Regions from separate parts of the Sus scrofa genome. Here region 1 is linked to region 2. A link is a contact called in public promoter capture Hi-C data. All regions are on one chromosome and are shown on one strand. Each heading gives the region's core, a stretch centred on a gene start, on an enhancer-like site or on the middle of the called end of the contact. The rest is flanking DNA. Distances are from core to core; before and after follow the strand shown. Region 1 holds the start of IREB2 (iron-responsive element binding protein 2). Region 2 holds the start of HYKK (hydroxylysine kinase).

What was found. Promoter capture Hi-C pulls out the DNA fragments that hold promoters and counts their contacts.
Region 1: a promoter capture Hi-C map of fetal liver shows a contact between it and region 2, with 2.0 times the contacts expected there. The contact joins the promoter of IREB2 here to the promoter of HYKK in region 2. A contact is called at or near these places in 1 of 5 promoter capture datasets (fetal liver), 4 of 47 Hi-C or Micro-C datasets (embryonic fibroblasts, epiblast stem cells, liver and 1 more) and 1 of 2 datasets of contacts at active chromatin or transcription factors (alveolar macrophages).

What each region holds. Positions count from the first base shown.
Region 1 is chr7:47,527,872-47,530,571 of Sscrofa11.1, reverse strand. IREB2 (iron-responsive element binding protein 2) reads left to right here and starts at 1,373. Exons shown (of 23, transcript NM_001167781.1): 1 at 1,373-1,470. The coding sequence starts at 1,452.
Region 2 is chr7:47,473,392-47,476,091 of Sscrofa11.1, reverse strand. HYKK (hydroxylysine kinase) reads left to right here and starts at 1,447. Exons shown (of 6, transcript NM_001243547.1): 1 at 1,447-1,515.

The DNA.
Region 1 (2,700 bases), core at 124-2,623, 55 kb before region 2:
GGCCCAGAGATTTCTGCAAGCCACAGACACTGCCAAAAAGAGAGAGAGAAAAATGGTGTGTCTGTGTCTGGCATGGGTAACTTAGGGGTTGGTGGTGCCATTCATTGATACAGGCAATACTAAAGGAGTAAAGGGTTTTAAGGGGAAAATGATGACTTCTGTTTTGGAGATTTTGAGTCTGGGGTGCCTGTGAGATATGGAGTCATCCAATAGGTACTAGAATATACAACTATGGGCTTAGGGGATGTGTTTGGGTTTCAGGGACACCTCTGGGCTTAGGAGATGTGTTTGGGTTGGAGGTAGACTGGTAAATAAGAACATATAACTAATAACTGAAGCCAAAGGAGAGAGTGAGATGCGCCGGGAAAACAGTGCAAGGCCAGAGCCCTGGGATATATTTAATACCAGTACATTGAATGGCTGGGCAGAGGAAGAGGGGCCTGCAAATGAGACTGAGACGGAGCACCCTTAAGGATAGGAAGAAAAACAAGTAGCATCTGAGGTCACAAAAACTGATGGAAGAATATTTCTCAACAAGGGCAGAGATCAAGGAGAATAAGGATTGAGAAACGTGTGATTAGCGAATGGGGTTATGGCTGTCCTTGACCAGAGGTGTTTCTAGCGGGTGGAAAGCAGACTGGAGAGGGATAAGGAGTGGGAGGGGAAGGGAGAGCGCAACCAGCGCTCTCTGGAAAGCTGGCTGCCAACAGGAGATAAGGCGGCAGAGAACGCAGGTACTAGAGGAGCGGAGGCGGAGGCGGGATGGAGACTTTAGCATGATTAACTGCCCATGGGAAGGAGTGTGTGGAAAAGGAGAGAATGAAGCTACAGGGGTGAAAGGAAAATTCATTCAACAATTAGAGCGCTTCCTACATGCCAGATCAGTCCGGTCACCCTCTCCAAGAACACGCGTGCAGGCCACACATACGACAGGTTTAGCCTGAGACTATCTTCTGGTGAAAGGGGTTCGCCTTAGGCTGTTTTTCCTAGGAGTAGCAATTCTGACTCCTCCCTCCCCCACACCGCTGGATATCCCGCTGGAGCCCTTGCACCGCTGGATCTCACAACCTCAATTAGATATTTGAAGCCGCAACTTAGTAACGGATCGCTAGGAGGGCCAAGCTAGTGCCGTGGAAGATACAGCCGCTCCAGCCTTAGCGTCCGATCGCGAGAACAGGGACGCAGGCGCAAAAAATCGCCTTCTCGCTGGCTCCGCCCCTTCTCTTTCTTTGTCTCCACGTCCGATGATCTCGCGAGAGTTGGGCGGCAAATCCCGCGAGCTCAGACCTAGACCTGGGGTCGACTCTGCGGCTCTCGCGGTGTTTGCGCGAGACTGCTCTTTTCCTTCTTCCCTTGCGGGTCCGCCTGCCTTCCTCCCCTTTTTCCCCGCCCGGCCTCCCCCTCCTTACCCCGCGGGCCCCCTCCCCGCAGGGATAATATGGTCTCCGGCGATGGACGCCCCAAGTGCAGGTTAGTTTCAGTCCGCCCCCTGGGATGTGGCAGCTGGAGACGCGCGCTTCCCGGGCTCCGGGTCCTTTGCTTCTCGCCTGGAGTCACTCGGCCGGCTCCCGGGCCCTCTGGGCTCAGGTCCTGCTCCCTTAAGGCCTGCCTGATGGGCCTCACTCTCTGCTTCCAGGCCCCGAGAGCCCGGCCTCGCCGCCCTCGCCCCGCAGCGTGACCCCATCAGGCCCGTCCGCTCCGCCGCTGGCCTCGACCAGTGGCGGCGTCAGCCTGTTGGCCCCTTCCAGAGTCTTTTGGTACTCCTCACTTAGCACTACGGTCAGGGAGAGGCCCACTTTCGTCCTCTCCCCGCCCCCCATTTGTAAGAGATGAGGGTGGGGGCCGGCGTCTCCTTGGTTGGGTCTCTCGCAGATAGTTGTTTATTCCGCTGTCCAGCCTCAAGTCACTCCCTCTCTCTTTGCCTCTGGAAGCGGAGTGGGGGGCGGTCAAGGCCGAACACTGGTTAATCAGTTCCCAGACCATTTATTGCAGCTCTGGGTCTCCTCCGCCGCCCCCCTACCCCCAACCACCTTCTTAGCTTCCTCCTCAATAAAAAAGAGGAAAAACATTTAGTATTCCCCCAAAGTGAGCTCTGCTTATTGCTTCTCATTTCCGAGCAAGGTCCGAACAATGTTGAGGGTCCTGCCCACCCACCGCAATGAGTCTGCACAAAAGCTCTGAATGTTCTTTAACCTCAAGGCTGCCTCCCCACTACTTCAAGAATGTAGGAGTTGGGGTACATTCGCAGGAGACCCCTGGGTCTTTGTAGTTAAGCGTCAATTCATGCAAAACCAGGAAGACATGCTAATATACCCAGATGTTTTGTTTTTCACCTTTACCCTTAGTCTTAAGACCTATTAAGGTCTGACCTGATAAGTTGTTTTGGTTTGGTTTTGATTTTGTTCACGTTGTTGACTACAGTGTAAAAATCTGTCTTTTGATTATTTTTTTAAAAAAATTCTTATAGTTGTGACGGTTCTCAAATTGTCCTGTCTGTATTTACGCAGGTCTTCACAAAATATACCTATACTTCTTATAAATAATTCTTATTGTCCCTTTCTAGGTATTCTTTGTTATCACATTTCAAGAGTTATTTTACCAGTTTTTAATTCGAGAAGAGTCATGGTTTAGAGTTATACTATCCAATACAGTGGACGCTAGCTACATGTAACGATTTAAATTAATTAAAATTTAAAACTC
Region 2 (2,700 bases), core at 198-2,697:
CACCCTGAGAGAGGGAGATGTGCCTGGACAAAAACAGACTTAAACTGGAGTTCCCATGTGGCTTAGCGAGTCGTATGGACCCAGCACAGTGTCCATGAGGATGCAAATTGGATCCCTGGCCTTGGTCAGTGAGTTAAGGATCCTGTGTTGCAGATGTGGCTCCATCCGGTGTTGCTGTGGTGTAGGCCTGCAGCTGCAGCACCCACTTGGCCCCTAGCCTGGGAACTTCTATATGCAGCAGGTGCGGCCCTTAAAAGAAAAAAACAGACTAAGTTGCAGGCGTGAGTGATGTCCTCCAGTAGAGAGAGTGCTCTGTATTATCAGAGAGGTTTTGTTTGCCTGTAGACATGTAACAGACTGGCCATCAGAGCCCAGTGCCCTTGACAATTAAGGTCACCAACTAGCAGGTTATTGCAATTCCTAAAGCAGCCTCTTGATAATCATGTGGTTTCTGCTCTTTCCTGCAGGAGAATCCACTAATTGATCTACCTAAATAAGGATTGTGACCCAATTATCAGTTCAATTTCTCTGTAAATGAATCACTCACCACATCAGACCTGAAACCCTCCCCCCATGCCCCGGCCCAGGGGAACCTTTTAGGGTGGCTTTCCCACTCCCTTTACAGGTAATATATTCAGTTTAATGGCTTGAGAAGAGAGTAGAAAACGTGGTACTGTGCTGAAGCTTAAACTAGCACCTGAGTGACCAGGTCTCCTTGAGGCTCTGTGCCATCTAGACTTCACTTTCCCCATCAGTACAAGGAACGTGTGGACCTGTCCGATGAATAAGACAATTTGATGTCCTAACATTCTTGTAACCTGGGAGAGCTAGGTCCTGTGCAGAACGCTGCCAGGCCCAACTCCCAGGTCCTCTGCGCAGAACCCTTACACTTCCAGGGGACTGAATGGGTTTGGGCCATGCTTGCAAAGCCTCTGGGATACGTGTTTCCAGCAGGAAGGGGAGGGAGGGCTAGGAAAGAAAAACGAGGATGTGAATTCTACCCACACACCTGGAAATCTAAGAGAAGCAGTCCACGAAGCCTCCACAGCTACGTGGACCGGGAAGAACTGCGAGGTGCCACTCAAGAGCTGAAAGCCTGCTAAAGCCTGCCAAGGGGTGGGGCGGAATCTCGAACAACCAATCAGAAACCAGAAGTCCAGTTTTATAGAGAAGTAGCAGGGTTCTGACTGGAGTGACCACCGAGAGAAGGCGGGTCAGGATTGCAGAAAGCCCATCAGAAGCCCAGTCTCAGAATTTCTGTTCGCAGCTTCCTAGGCAGGCCAGGGGCAGGGCGGGTTGGGTAGGCCTGGTAGAGCTTAGTCTTTCCAGGAGTCTGTGCTGATTGGCGGCAGGGGGTATCCAGGAGCCAATCAGAAGTCAGGACTCGCGGGCTCGGAGGAGGGGCTGACCGAGGGGCGGCTGGTACGGCGCGACCTCCCAGCCAGAGCGCGAGACAGCAGCCAGGGTCGAGGCTACCGGAGAACGGATCCACCTGAGGACCTCGGGTCGTTGCGGGTGAGCCGGGTGGGGAAAGGAGACGCGAACCCCCCCTCCGGGGGGGGCAACCCGGAGAGCAGGGAGGCTCGCTACAAGTCTGGGGCCAGGAGTCGTGAGCCTTGGGGTCTTCCAGTCCCTGCTTCTCCTCAGACATTCTGCGTGCGTGATGCGCCAGTCAGTCACCTCTCTGGACCGCACCCGTAATCCAAAGACTGGCCTGAGATCCCAGAATTGAGGAGTGGCACCCAAGAAGCCATCTGGTCCAACCCTGCCGAGACCTGTGTGGAGACCCTGGCAGAGGGCAGGTGTGGCGCCTGGCACTTGCGGCCAGGTGTCTGGTGCGAACAATTTCTTAGGGCTCCACTGGACCTCACTAACATAATAACGCTCTGCACCTGACTTGCGCCCTCCCCCTCCCTTATTTTCCTGCCTCTTGGATCAGCAACCCCTCTGCAGCACACTAGCCCACCACTCTCGTCTCACCCAGCAGGAAGATACTCAGAGCACCCATTGTTAAGCTTAGGGAGAATTTACTGGATGTTGTAACATTTTGAGAGTGAGGGAGAAAGAATCAAGAATGACTCCTGTTTCTTGGCTGGTATACCTTACACAAAGTGCAGTTTAAGGTCCGGCCCCCTCGGAGTTGTAGGACAAAGGTTTTGAAATTCTGGCATAAGGCCTAGAATTGGAAAAAAATTGCTTTCAGGGTGCTTTCTCTGAAGCCAGGTCAAACACTGTTGGCAGGAAATATAGATCTGCTGCCTATAGTATTTGAGGTCCCTTGCTGGTCCCCTCCACCCGTACAAAAGACATTTGGTTAAGACAGACTTTGCTGATAACCACATTACTTTCTACGTATTTACTTTTTACAGGAACTGACTTGATCTATGCCATTCGTACCATAATTTGAAGTCCTTGTATACACAGAAAAAAGGCAAATTTAAGTTCAAAAAGAAAGATCTTTAGAAACATATAATATTAGCACTAAAAGAGATTTTTAGGGATGATCTACTCCAATTCCAACCCCCTTCTTTTTTTTTTTTTTTTTTTCTTTTTTGGCCACAAACAATTTCTCAGGGATAGAATCCAAGCCACAGCTGCAGCAACAGAGGATCCTTAACACATTGCGCCCCCAACTCCCTTTTAGAGGAGATATGAATAGTCCAAAGTTTCAGAGGCTAAGAAATAGAGCTAAAATATGTT